2 separate regions of the Zea mays genome follow, and region 1 is linked to region 2. The links are chromatin contacts, called in public Hi-C maps. All regions are on one chromosome and are shown on one strand. Each heading gives the region's core, a stretch centred on a gene start, on an enhancer-like site or on the middle of the called end of the contact. The rest is flanking DNA. Distances are from core to core; before and after follow the strand shown.

Evidence for each region. Hi-C and Micro-C count contacts between places; a contact is called where the count stands out from the background.
Region 1: a contact with region 2 is called in a Hi-C map of endosperm, with 2.1 times the contacts expected there. The contact joins the promoter of LOC100191976 here to the promoter of LOC103630655 in region 2. A contact is called at or near these places in 2 of 25 Hi-C or Micro-C datasets (ear and endosperm).

What each region holds. Positions count from the first base shown.
Region 1 is chr6:172,941,658-172,947,487 of Zm-B73-REFERENCE-NAM-5.0, reverse strand. It overlaps LOC100191976, which reads left to right and starts at 4,431. Exons shown (of 1, transcript NM_001137400.2): 1 at 4,431-5,334. The coding sequence starts at 4,465. The coding sequence ends at 5,127. LOC100193220 reads left to right here. Exons shown (of 15, transcript NM_001309870.1): 12 at 76-285; 13 at 1,496-1,606; 14 at 1,785-1,864; 15 at 1,969-2,406. The coding sequence ends at 2,107.
Region 2 is chr6:172,681,123-172,686,141 of Zm-B73-REFERENCE-NAM-5.0, reverse strand. LOC103630655 (type IV inositol polyphosphate 5-phosphatase 3) reads left to right here and starts at 3,517. Exons shown (of 10, transcript XM_008651700.4): 1 at 3,517-3,980; 2 at 4,093-4,273. The coding sequence starts at 3,858. LOC103630656 (type IV inositol polyphosphate 5-phosphatase 3) reads left to right here. Exons shown (of 8, transcript XM_008651703.3): 2 at 53-149; 3 at 450-557; 4 at 960-1,443; 5 at 1,763-1,947; 6 at 2,060-2,168; 7 at 2,243-2,385; 8 at 2,462-2,957. The coding sequence ends at 2,684.

The DNA of each region.
Region 1 (5,830 bases), core at 3,182-5,681, 260 kb before region 2:
ACTCACAACTGGATTAGCGGTATAAAGTTTTTCTGTTTCTTCTTATTAACATATCATGGATCTTTTCTGATCCAGGTTACTACAGAAGCCATGATAGAGCACATGAACAACCTTCTCAAAATAAGAGGATCAAAGGTTCTGTTTGGTGGTGAACCGTTAGCGAATCACTCAATTCCCAAAATTTATGGTGCCATGAAGCCTACTGCTGTATTTGTTCCTCTAGAAGAAATTCTAAAAAGTGGGAACTTCGAGCTTGTGACAAAGGAGATATTTGGTCCATTCCAGGTAATAGATCCTAGGTGTAATTATGTTACCATAATGAAAATAATACAATAATGCTTGATAGTCCTGGCATTCCTGACACTAGTATTACAAATCTCTTCCAAAAATATATACTCCCTCCGTTCCAAATTATAATATGTTTTGTTTTTTAGGTGCTTTTGCTAAGCACCTAAATATTCGTAGGGCCTCTAGATGAGTTGGTTAGTGGTATGAGTAGCACTCCTTAGGTATTGGATTTGACTCCCTGTGGGAGCGAATTTCAAACTGTGGTTAAAAAAATTCTCTCGTCTCTTCCACGTCAAAACACCGGTCTAAGTCCCGGTCGCGGTTACGGTCGTTTCTCACATGGGCTACGGTGCCGCTGTGTATGAGTGGGGCAGGGTCTGGGCGGGTTTCTCGACATGCGTGAGAAGGTCTTCTTTTTAATATAATGACCGAGGTTGTCTTATCCCTGCAGGTCGAGTTTTTAGATACATGGTAAAATTTATGAATCTAGAAGTACTAAAACATCTTATAATTGGGATGAAGGGAGTACTATAGAAGGATCTGTATATCTGTGTACTTGGGCCTAGCCCACAGCCCACTAGGGGTCCATATATCTGTTAGGGTTTTCACTGTATCGAACTACTGTTCATTCACTCCAACATATAATACCATTATTCGTGGATATGAATCACAAATCTGCGATCTATTTTTAGGGTTAGTTTGGAAACTCAAATCCCCACCAGGATTGGAGGGGATTAATTTCCCCTTCAATCCCCCTCCAATCCCGGAGGGGGTTTGAGTATTCAAACTAGTCCTTGGAGTTAATTCATGGCTTTATTTTGTTCTAAGCAGTAAGATGCAATGATGCATAGAACTTCGGAAAAGGAAATTACTTGATGCCTGGCATTCGTATGAGACTAGTATGAATCCAGTATAGCAATTATTAACCCCTTCCTGAAACATCTACGAGATGGAAAAATGTTAACGACTACAGAAAGGGCATAGTTTATTTGTTTCGGACTGCAACATGTACCTATAGTTTTTTTTTCTACATTCAATTCAAAGCTGCATGCGCATTTTTTAAACCAGTCTTTGTTGTCGTCCTTATCACCCATACTAACAGTTGCTTTGTCAGGAGTTAATCACATGTTTCTATGTTGTTGACCTCTTCTATTAGATCTGCTTAATCTTAATGATTAAACTGTCCTATTCTGATTCCACAACCCAGGTAGTCACAGAATACTCTGAGGATCAGCTTGAGTTGGTCTTAGAAGCCTGCGAAAGGATGAATGCGCATCTGACAGCTGCAGTTGTCTCAAACGACCCGCTATTCCTGCAGGCAAGTCGGTTCAACTCTCTGCAAGTTTGTTTAGCCCCGCATTTCTCACATGGAACTTAGTTTGATAAAGTCAGGGTTTCTTCAGCATGATCTCAGGATCCCCCCCAAAAGCATCGCTGTCAGTAACCAAACACTTGAATGACTTCCGAACGTTTTCCTTATCTTGGTTTATTTTCAGGATGTACTTGGGAGATCCGTTAACGGGACAACCTACGCCGGAATTCGAGCGAGGACCACGGGCGCTCCACAGAACCACTGGTGAGCCAGGACCCAAAAATTCAGCTTGGCATGCACGGTTACAAGTAGGCATACATGAAACTATATACGGCAACGTAACATTTCCGTCCCACTGCAAAATCCAGGTTTGGCCCGGCCGGTGATCCGCGAGGCGCAGGGATCGGGACTCCGGAAGCCATCAAACTTGTCTGGTCCTGCCACAGGGAAGTCATATATGACGTCGGGCCCGTGCCCGAGAGCTGGGCGCTTCCTTCCGCGACCTGATTAGCTAGACGAGGATAGACTATTCCATGTCATCACGAGAAATAAAAGGGGAAGATAAGCGAAGCCAGCAGGACTGGAGCGACCGACCGAGAGCGAGTGGCTGCATGCCTAGGCATTCATTCTCTGCACGCAACTGCACTTTCAACCCTGGAGAAAACATAATAAATGCTCGTTCCCCTGTACTTGAGATACATGGTACTTGGACCGGAACGTCGGACAACTCGTCTGTTCGCAGCTGCACTGGGTTATCTTCTTAGGCCTTATTTGTTTATTATATATTCTAACAAATTTTATATTAACACTTAGTTTAAAATTTGTTAGATTATATAATCTAAATAGATTATAATTTTAAACAAACACCGCCTTAGATAATTATATAATCTAGCTTATAGATTATATAAGCAAATGTTGATCTGCTTATGGATTATTATAATCTAGGTATCTAGATTATATAATCCAACTAATAATCAATATTGTTTTTTTATCTCTTTAACTTATTTTAAGCTAGATTACATAATCTAGAGAGTAAACAAACATGACCTTAATTCTTTGGACTGAAACTTTGTAACTACCTCTCTTTGAGTTACTGCAGCTCGCCCCGACAACTGAGGAATATTTCACCATGTATGATGTGACACTCAGGTGTGCCATTTGGTTCACGAATTGTAACGTAAATGACAACGATAATAATTCACAATCAAGTGACAGCGGAAGTTTAAATAGATTAGCATAGTTTTTAGTATGATATCTGATTACAGTTAGACTTAAACAAACATGATTTAACGTTATATGTTGTCTATCCCATTACAATTATGTGAACCAAATAGCACCTCAGTTGCAATCAAAATTCCTTTTGTTATCTGTTGCATGATTGGTTTGATCGCGACCAACATAAAAATCTCCTTCGTCAACCCTTCAACATTCGCCTGCAGACCTCTATCGGCATACTCCTCAAAATTTCCATGCACCTTATCTAGTTCCAGACAGGAAGTCATAGGTAGAATGTTCAAACACCCATATTGGGTAAACCAAATGTGGTAAATAAGGACATAATTGCTTTCACTCAACAGTGGGAGGTCTTTACCTTGTTAATTATTTCTCACAATGCTTTCTCAATGGAATCATTATGGATTTTTTTAAAATACGTAAGGTGGTGAAATATCGAGAGCTTGTACTTAGCATAATGCACCCACTGGTACATACTATGTTCCTATATTGGTAAGGTAGACTAAATTCGATTTTTGATATATTTTAATTATAAGTCCTAGTGGACTTAGTATTCTGAATCAAAACATAAATGATAGCATACATGTGTACAAATGAAGTCACTCTGTGACTTGAAATAGTAAAATCAATTATGGTACAACTAGTGAATTCCTTTCACTAAAGGATGTCTCCCATCTTGATGATTGCACCTATATGTTTATAATGAAATCCAGCTGGATTTTATACATCTCCCATATGATGCATATCAAAACAGGTAGTTATCATATAAGATAAAACATTTAGGTAAAACCAAATTATGCTTAAGCCTATAACTTAAGAACTTACATCAGTCCTCCAACACTCAATTGATATTGTATATCGATATCCAAATCTACTGTCGACACAGATGGTCATTCAATCTCTAAATTAAATATGGATTAGTCGTTGCACTTGCAGCCTTTCTGGGTAGGGATGTTCCTAAGCCTTTCTGGGTAGAGATGTTCCTAAAACGTTTGAATTATGTGACAAATCTAATATTTTAACCTAGATATGCATAGAATTTTGTGCTAAATTTTAGTTATGTTATTGGAAATATTATGAAGGGCAAAAATAATTTTTTTGTGTGCATCCGAATTGAGGGCACCGAAAAAGGATGAAAAACATTTGAATCTGAATTTGTATCTGTATTCAAATTTTATATGAATCATTTAAAAAGATATAGAATAATTTGAGGTTTACTTTTTATAAATATTATTACTCTCAATGTAAAAAACAAGAACATAAATTTATATAGCAAATTCTATGTGCTATTTGTTCACCATTGAAGAAAAAAAACAAAAAAAAACATCTGAATAAGTATCCATTCCGGGCTCACCGATTCAGCACGTGATGCGTTTGCGGGTTGCGCGGACGTGGGGCGGGTTATTAGCCGCCTCTGTCATCCCCGATTATTGTGTGCTAGTGGTGATTATATTATATTATTATAGACAGTTCTGGATCGATATACGCCGCCGGGCAGTTAGCTAGCCGCCGGGGCAAAGAACAGGTGAACACGCCACACTCCTAGTCCTAGTATATATATACCTAGTATGTAGTACCAAATTAACATCGTCAGAGACACGCGTCCAAACATACAGCTAGATAGCCTCTGCATGCCTACGTACAGCATGGCCAAGGCCGAGCTGCTCCTCGCCCTCGTGGCTTCGCTCGTCGTGCTGCCATTCTCCTCCCTCGCCGTGTACCAGGACTTCTGCATCGCCGACCTATCCGCCGCCGCCACGCCGGGCGGCTACCCGTGCAAGCCCCCGAAGGACGTGACCGCCGACGACTTCCACTATGGCGGCCTCGCCACCCCCGGCACGGCGCTGAAACCCTTCAAGATCTCCCTGGGCTCGGCCGTCGTCACCACGTTCCCCGGCCTGAACGGGCTGGGCATCTCTGCCGCGCGGATGGTGATGGTCCCGGGCGGCGTCGCGCCGCTGCACTCCCACCCGGGAGGCACCGAGCTCATCTTCGTCATCGAGGGCAGCGTCGTCTGCGGCTTCATCAGCGCCACGCTCAACAGGGTGTACACCAAGACGCTGTACGCCGGCGACCTGATGGTGCTCCCGCAGGGCCAGCTCCACTTCCAGTACAGCCACGGCAACACCACGGCGGTGACGCTGTCCTCGTTCAGCAGCGACAACCCCGGCCTGCAGATCCTCGACTTCGCGCTCTTCGCCAACGACCTGCCCACGGAGGTCGTGAACAAGGTGACCAACCTGGACGAACTGCAGATCGTCAAGCTCAAGGCGCTGTTCGGAGGGAGGGGCTAGACGCATATGTACTCCGTATATAGGAACAGTCAACGGTGTTGATCATTGAATTGTGTGTATTATTCTATACTTGTGATGGATGTTTGTCTTGTCATTCTATAAAATAAATTGTAACGCGCGCAGCAGGCGTGAGAGCGAATGTAGCTGCCACATTTGATGTACTAATATTTACATCTCCATTGTTGATAATAATACATTATTGGCCCTAGTTTGTCAACCCTATTTTTAAAGAAATTTAGATAAATTGTTGAGAATCGCTTGTAAAAATGAAGTTGTCGAACTAGTCATTAAAGTTAATGGATTTCTTTGAGAAGAACCATTCCAACTTCTTCAGCGTAACTCTGCCCGTCAAATCACCTAGGCAAAGACTGACATCTAAGAGAATGATAAATTAGACAAGCAAACTAAATCTATTTCTAATTTAACATCTAGCTAGTTTTAAAACCTATGTAAAAAATAATCGATCTAGACTCTGACGACACCACCAACGACTAGTACAAGTAAATTGTTGCTTTTGTCATTACATAGCAAATTTTTATCCTCATAGAAACAATTACAAATTGTTAATTATCTTAATGGCTTTGTCTAATGAGTAGTAACCGAAAGTTATAGGTTATGTCTAAAAATCACAATGCAATAACTGTTTAACTGTCGTCTGAAAGTGAAAGGAAATATAAATTCAGACACCTGAGTTTTAGCAAGT
Region 2 (5,019 bases), core at 2,268-4,767:
CATCGTTCTGCATGCCGCCCTGTATGCTAATGTAGTCCACTTTGCCTCTCAGAGAGTCAAATGCAGCAGGCAGCACACGTACCATGCAGGCTTAGAAGGCAGAAATCGGAGATCCTTCGTGCTCAGTATGTTGACGTTAGAGAACTCAGGTACAGGCACCATCCATACAGATTCAGTCGATCTAATGTTACGTTACCGTTTCTTCTCCCAGCATTTCTTTGGACTGAATTGACATTCCTGCTGCTGCTGCTGCTCACTACTTACTCCTGAATTCCTGATACAGTGATAACATGTCACAGAAACAGCAATCGCACTCAGCTGCTACTTGTTGGCTAGCTCAAATATACGTATAGTATAAAAGCATGCTACTTAATTATTATTCAGTAATTTGTAATTTGTAATTTGGAGTGATGTTCTGTCATCTAATCCGCAAAGTTTTGGTAATGCAGGGTCTGCGCAGGAACATGGAACGTTGGAGGCATATGTCCACCCAATGACTTGGATATTGAAGAATGGCTGGATATAGATGATGAACCAGCTGATATTTATGTTCTCGGGTAATTTTTCTCTCAGATAAACCTTTTTTTCTCTCTTTCGGGTGGGTTATACTTAAACATGCCGCCGACTTCTAAAGGGAAAAAATCAATAACGTAAACCTTTTATATATATTTTTTGCAAGAAAATTGTCCACGTACATATTTATTTTTGAAGAAATTATGCCTTCTCAATTGAAATTCATTTACCAAACAGATGCAGCTGGACAAGTATATTAAAGGTGGCAGTTAAGAGAGCTGTTACTCATATACTGTAGGCCCACATGCTATTTGGTTATGAAATTTGACACTACCTTTTTATTTTTGAATCAACATTAAAAAGATGCAGAACTGCTTCAATTACTAATATTCCTTACAAATTAAAAAAAAGCTCCATTTACCATGAAAACTGCCGCTACCTTTCAGATTTCAAGAGATTATCCCACTGGAAGTCGGGTATATGATTGGAACTGAAGACACTCGTCCGGTCGCAGTATGGGAGCATATCATCCACGAAACTTTGAACAAGAAGTGTCCGGATAAATCGAAGTCCAAACGCCACAGTGACTCTCCCCCGCCAGCAAGGTTTAATCCATTAGACTATGTTCTTGCCGTGGAGAATGAGTTGCATAACGAATCCAACAGTGATAGCGATGGGGAGCTTCATCGGCTGCACAATGCAGAATCATCCGATTCAGCTCGACGCCGTCTCCGGCCATTGGATTTAGCCTGTGGCGTTCACAATTATAATGGGGATAAAAGGAAAAGGCTGCAGTATGTACGGGTAATAAGCAAGCAAATGGTAGGAGTGTTTCTTTCGGTATGGGTCCAGAGAAGCCTGCAGAAGCACATCCAGAATCTGAGAGTGTCAACTGTCGGTGTAGGTACAAGGGGTTTTATTGGTAACAAGGCAAGTGACAAAAATTTATGTCTTTTATTACTCATGCAGATTTAGGTTACAACAATAATTGTATCATACTTGGAATCCTAAAATGTTGCTTGCCACATTGCCCACAGCGATTTTAAATATCTCTTCTGAGAACTGGAGTTAAAACAAATGCATGTTTTGATGATACCATACTTTCAAGAATCATGAAAAGAGAGAAATTTTGTTTATTTCCTTAAAAGTTAACCTGCTTAGTATTGCATTCGTGGTGGACATACTTGTTTAAATTTGTTTGTATAAAAGTAAAGCACATGCTAACATTTGTTCCTTCAACATGCTTCAGGGATCAGTATCAGTCAGCATGACTATGCATGAAACTCATTTCTGCTTTGTATGTTGCCACCTGGCCTCTGGTGAGAAAAACGGCGACGAACTAAAGAGAAATGCAAATGTTGAAGAAATCAATAGAAGGACTGTTTTTAACCCAGTTCATACGATAGGTGTGCCCCAGAGAATACATGACCATGAGTGAGTTAATACGCGTCTTCAATATTTTGCGCTACGCTCCAATACGCACTTAGGAATCAACAATTCCCAATGGCTTCTATATTAAATAAATGTGTCTCCTTAAAATTTTCAGAAGGATTACACTGCTAGGGGATCTCAACTATCGACTCAATTTATCGTATGAGACTACGCATGAACTTATCTCCAAACAGGACTGGGATGGATTGTTTAAGATGGATCAGGTAATTTAGATATCCTAATACTTCCCAATATATACTTGCACAGAGTTTCCAGCTCATCCTTCTCTCTGTGACAGCTGAAAAAGGAACTAGGTAAAGGGTGCACATTTGATGGTTGGGTTGAAGGGCCTATCACCTTCCCCCCAACGTATAAATACGAGTTTAACTCAGAAAAATATGTAAGTGACGCGACGAAATCTGGGAGAAGAACACCCGCATGGTATGCTCCACTAGACATCAAACTTGAGATATGTCTATGGAAATAAGGAAATTAACATCTTCACCTGCTTGTATAGGTGTGACCGCATCCTCTCGTATGGGGAGGGGACAAGGCTACTTTCATACAACAGGGCGGAGCTTATATTATCTGATCATCGACCGGTGACTGCAGTTTATATGGCAGATGTTGAAATTGTCTGCCCCAGGAGGCTGCAAAGAGCTCTAACATTCAGCAACGCAGAGGCTGAGGATCACCTGTTGTCTAGGAAGGAAGCACACCTTGAACCTAAGACCAATTAACCATGAGCCAGGCAATTTCCTAGCTCGACGCAATGCAATGCTGATCCTTGATTTCTGAATCTGTTAGAAAGATTCAATTGCACAGCATAGATTAGTAGTAGTAGTAGGATGTGCATTTCCATCCTTGCAACAACCTTATTTGATCAAGGGTATAGTATTTGTGAGTTGTGAGACCATGATTACAGACTCCTTTTGAGTCATTGTATCTGTATCCTTGCCATTACCGTATTACGATGCCATTGGTTTGAGTAAACAATCATTAAATTCTTTGAAGATTGATCGAAGTCATACGACAGGCTGATCAGCGTCTAGTTTTATTTTCAAAAATAAAAACAACAACTCATTGCTACTTTGTATGAGGCTAAATATGTCCTTTAATAATAACTATAAGATTAAAACAAACTTTTCAAACAGCATGATTTTTTATTTTAAATTAAATATATTTTAGAAATCTTTAGAGATTAATGACGACATCTTTATATATTAAAGGCTTGGCCCTAATTTGACAGGCTATCCACGTCGTCTATTAAAGTTATGCTTGCTTGCAATAACAGAACGAGTTTGGATGAGATAATCCTTTAGAAAATATTGTTTAATTTGGAGTCAAGTGTTGTGACAGAACCATTCCTGTTGTCTGTTAGAGTGGATGTGTCGTCGTCGAGTGCCTCGTTACCGACCATGGCTGGCTTATGGATGCCGTCGAGCTTAAGGATGATATGCTCGACTTTAGATTAGGTCTTCTTTATAACAAAGGAAAATTTTCTGAATCCTACGTGAAATAAATTCTGTTAAATTTTTATGACATTTCTGTGTTCTAAAGGACCCCTCATTGGGCCACATCCCAAAATCGACGATAAGGTTTGGGGTCGAGAGCTACGATGAGATGGTTGATGTACTTCAGCAGAATGAGAAGTTAGAGGATGCACTTAAGCTGTTCGATAGAATGATGTAGGAGCACGACCCTCCACCTCCACTGCGTCCGCGCGCGCCAGCGCAAAGAACTTTCGAACAGCAGAGACGCCAACCGAGCCCCACCACGGTTCTTGAAGATAGACTGGTCGGTCTATTTCTTGGCTTTCTAGACTAGAAAAGGGAATCCAACTAGCCAAGGTCCAAGTGACCATCACGTTTCAGTTTCATTCTCTGGGTAGGGGAGCTGCTGCAGCCGTGTGTATGGCGTCCTCTTCCTCCTCCCTGACGCGGTTATTTATCCCGCCTCACCGAGCGCACCATGAGGCAGCCATGGCCGCTTCGGCCGGCGCCTCTCTGCGTAACGGCGGCGGGATGCAGATGCTGGTAGTTGTCTAATGCCCGGAGCTTCTTCGCTTAAGTTCTTCAACCAGCTGTTTCTAGGATCAAATTTCTGATCCTTTTTGCTGTTCTTGTCTCTGTTTTGCGCGAGACGAAGGATCTTGTGATGCAGAGGTGGGCCGAGATGGTGTTGTGCTGCGGCGCGGATTGGAATTGCGTGTCGCAGCTGTGGAACAGGGTGGTGCTGCGCAAGTGGCTAAACATCGGCGCGGGGTCCGGGGATTCCGACTTCAGCGCCGACGAGCACGATACCTCGGAGGGCGAGACCGACCGCGAAGGTTACTTCACTCTTCCCTTCTCCTCCGCCCTTTCTGTTTCTTGAGCGGAATGTTCTGAATTTCTGAATCGATCTGGTTGCTCAAGCTTGCTCTTGTTTGGATTGAAATTATGGAGATTTGGTCTGGAAGTTTGAGAGGTAGGCGTTGACGGTTATGCAGAGCTAACAACACAATGTGCAGTGGAAGTTCTTTCTTGTACGCTACCGTTTGGGTTATGGTGGTTTCTTTTTCTCTACTTCTTTACAACTGGATTAGAAAATTGTCATCTTCAATAATTGGTCAGCTCACGCTGGATTGCATTGCTTGTTTGATGATTGCTTCATTAGGTTACTGTATTTGTTCATTATTTGCAACATGTTTTTATATGGTATGGATGTTTGATCATTTGGCTGAGAATGACCGTTGTGACGTGCGCGGCTAGCGGCTAGGACTTTCTTGGGACCAGATATTTCTTTTGGTACATTCGAATATTCGACCTTCTTTAAGGAAACCAAGAAGGCTATTAAGGGGGTGTTTTGTTTTAGGGACTAATTTTTAGTCCCTCCATTTTATTCCACTTTAGTTCCTAAATTGTTAAATACGGAAACTAAAATAGAGTTATAGTTTCCGTATTTAGCAATTTATGAACTAAAGTGAAATAAAATGGAGGGACTAGTAACCAAACACTCCCTAAGTTCACTATTGCCTCTAAAGGTAACTTTTGGCTGTTCTTTTCATCTTTTGGAAAGAAATAGAATATCAGGAAT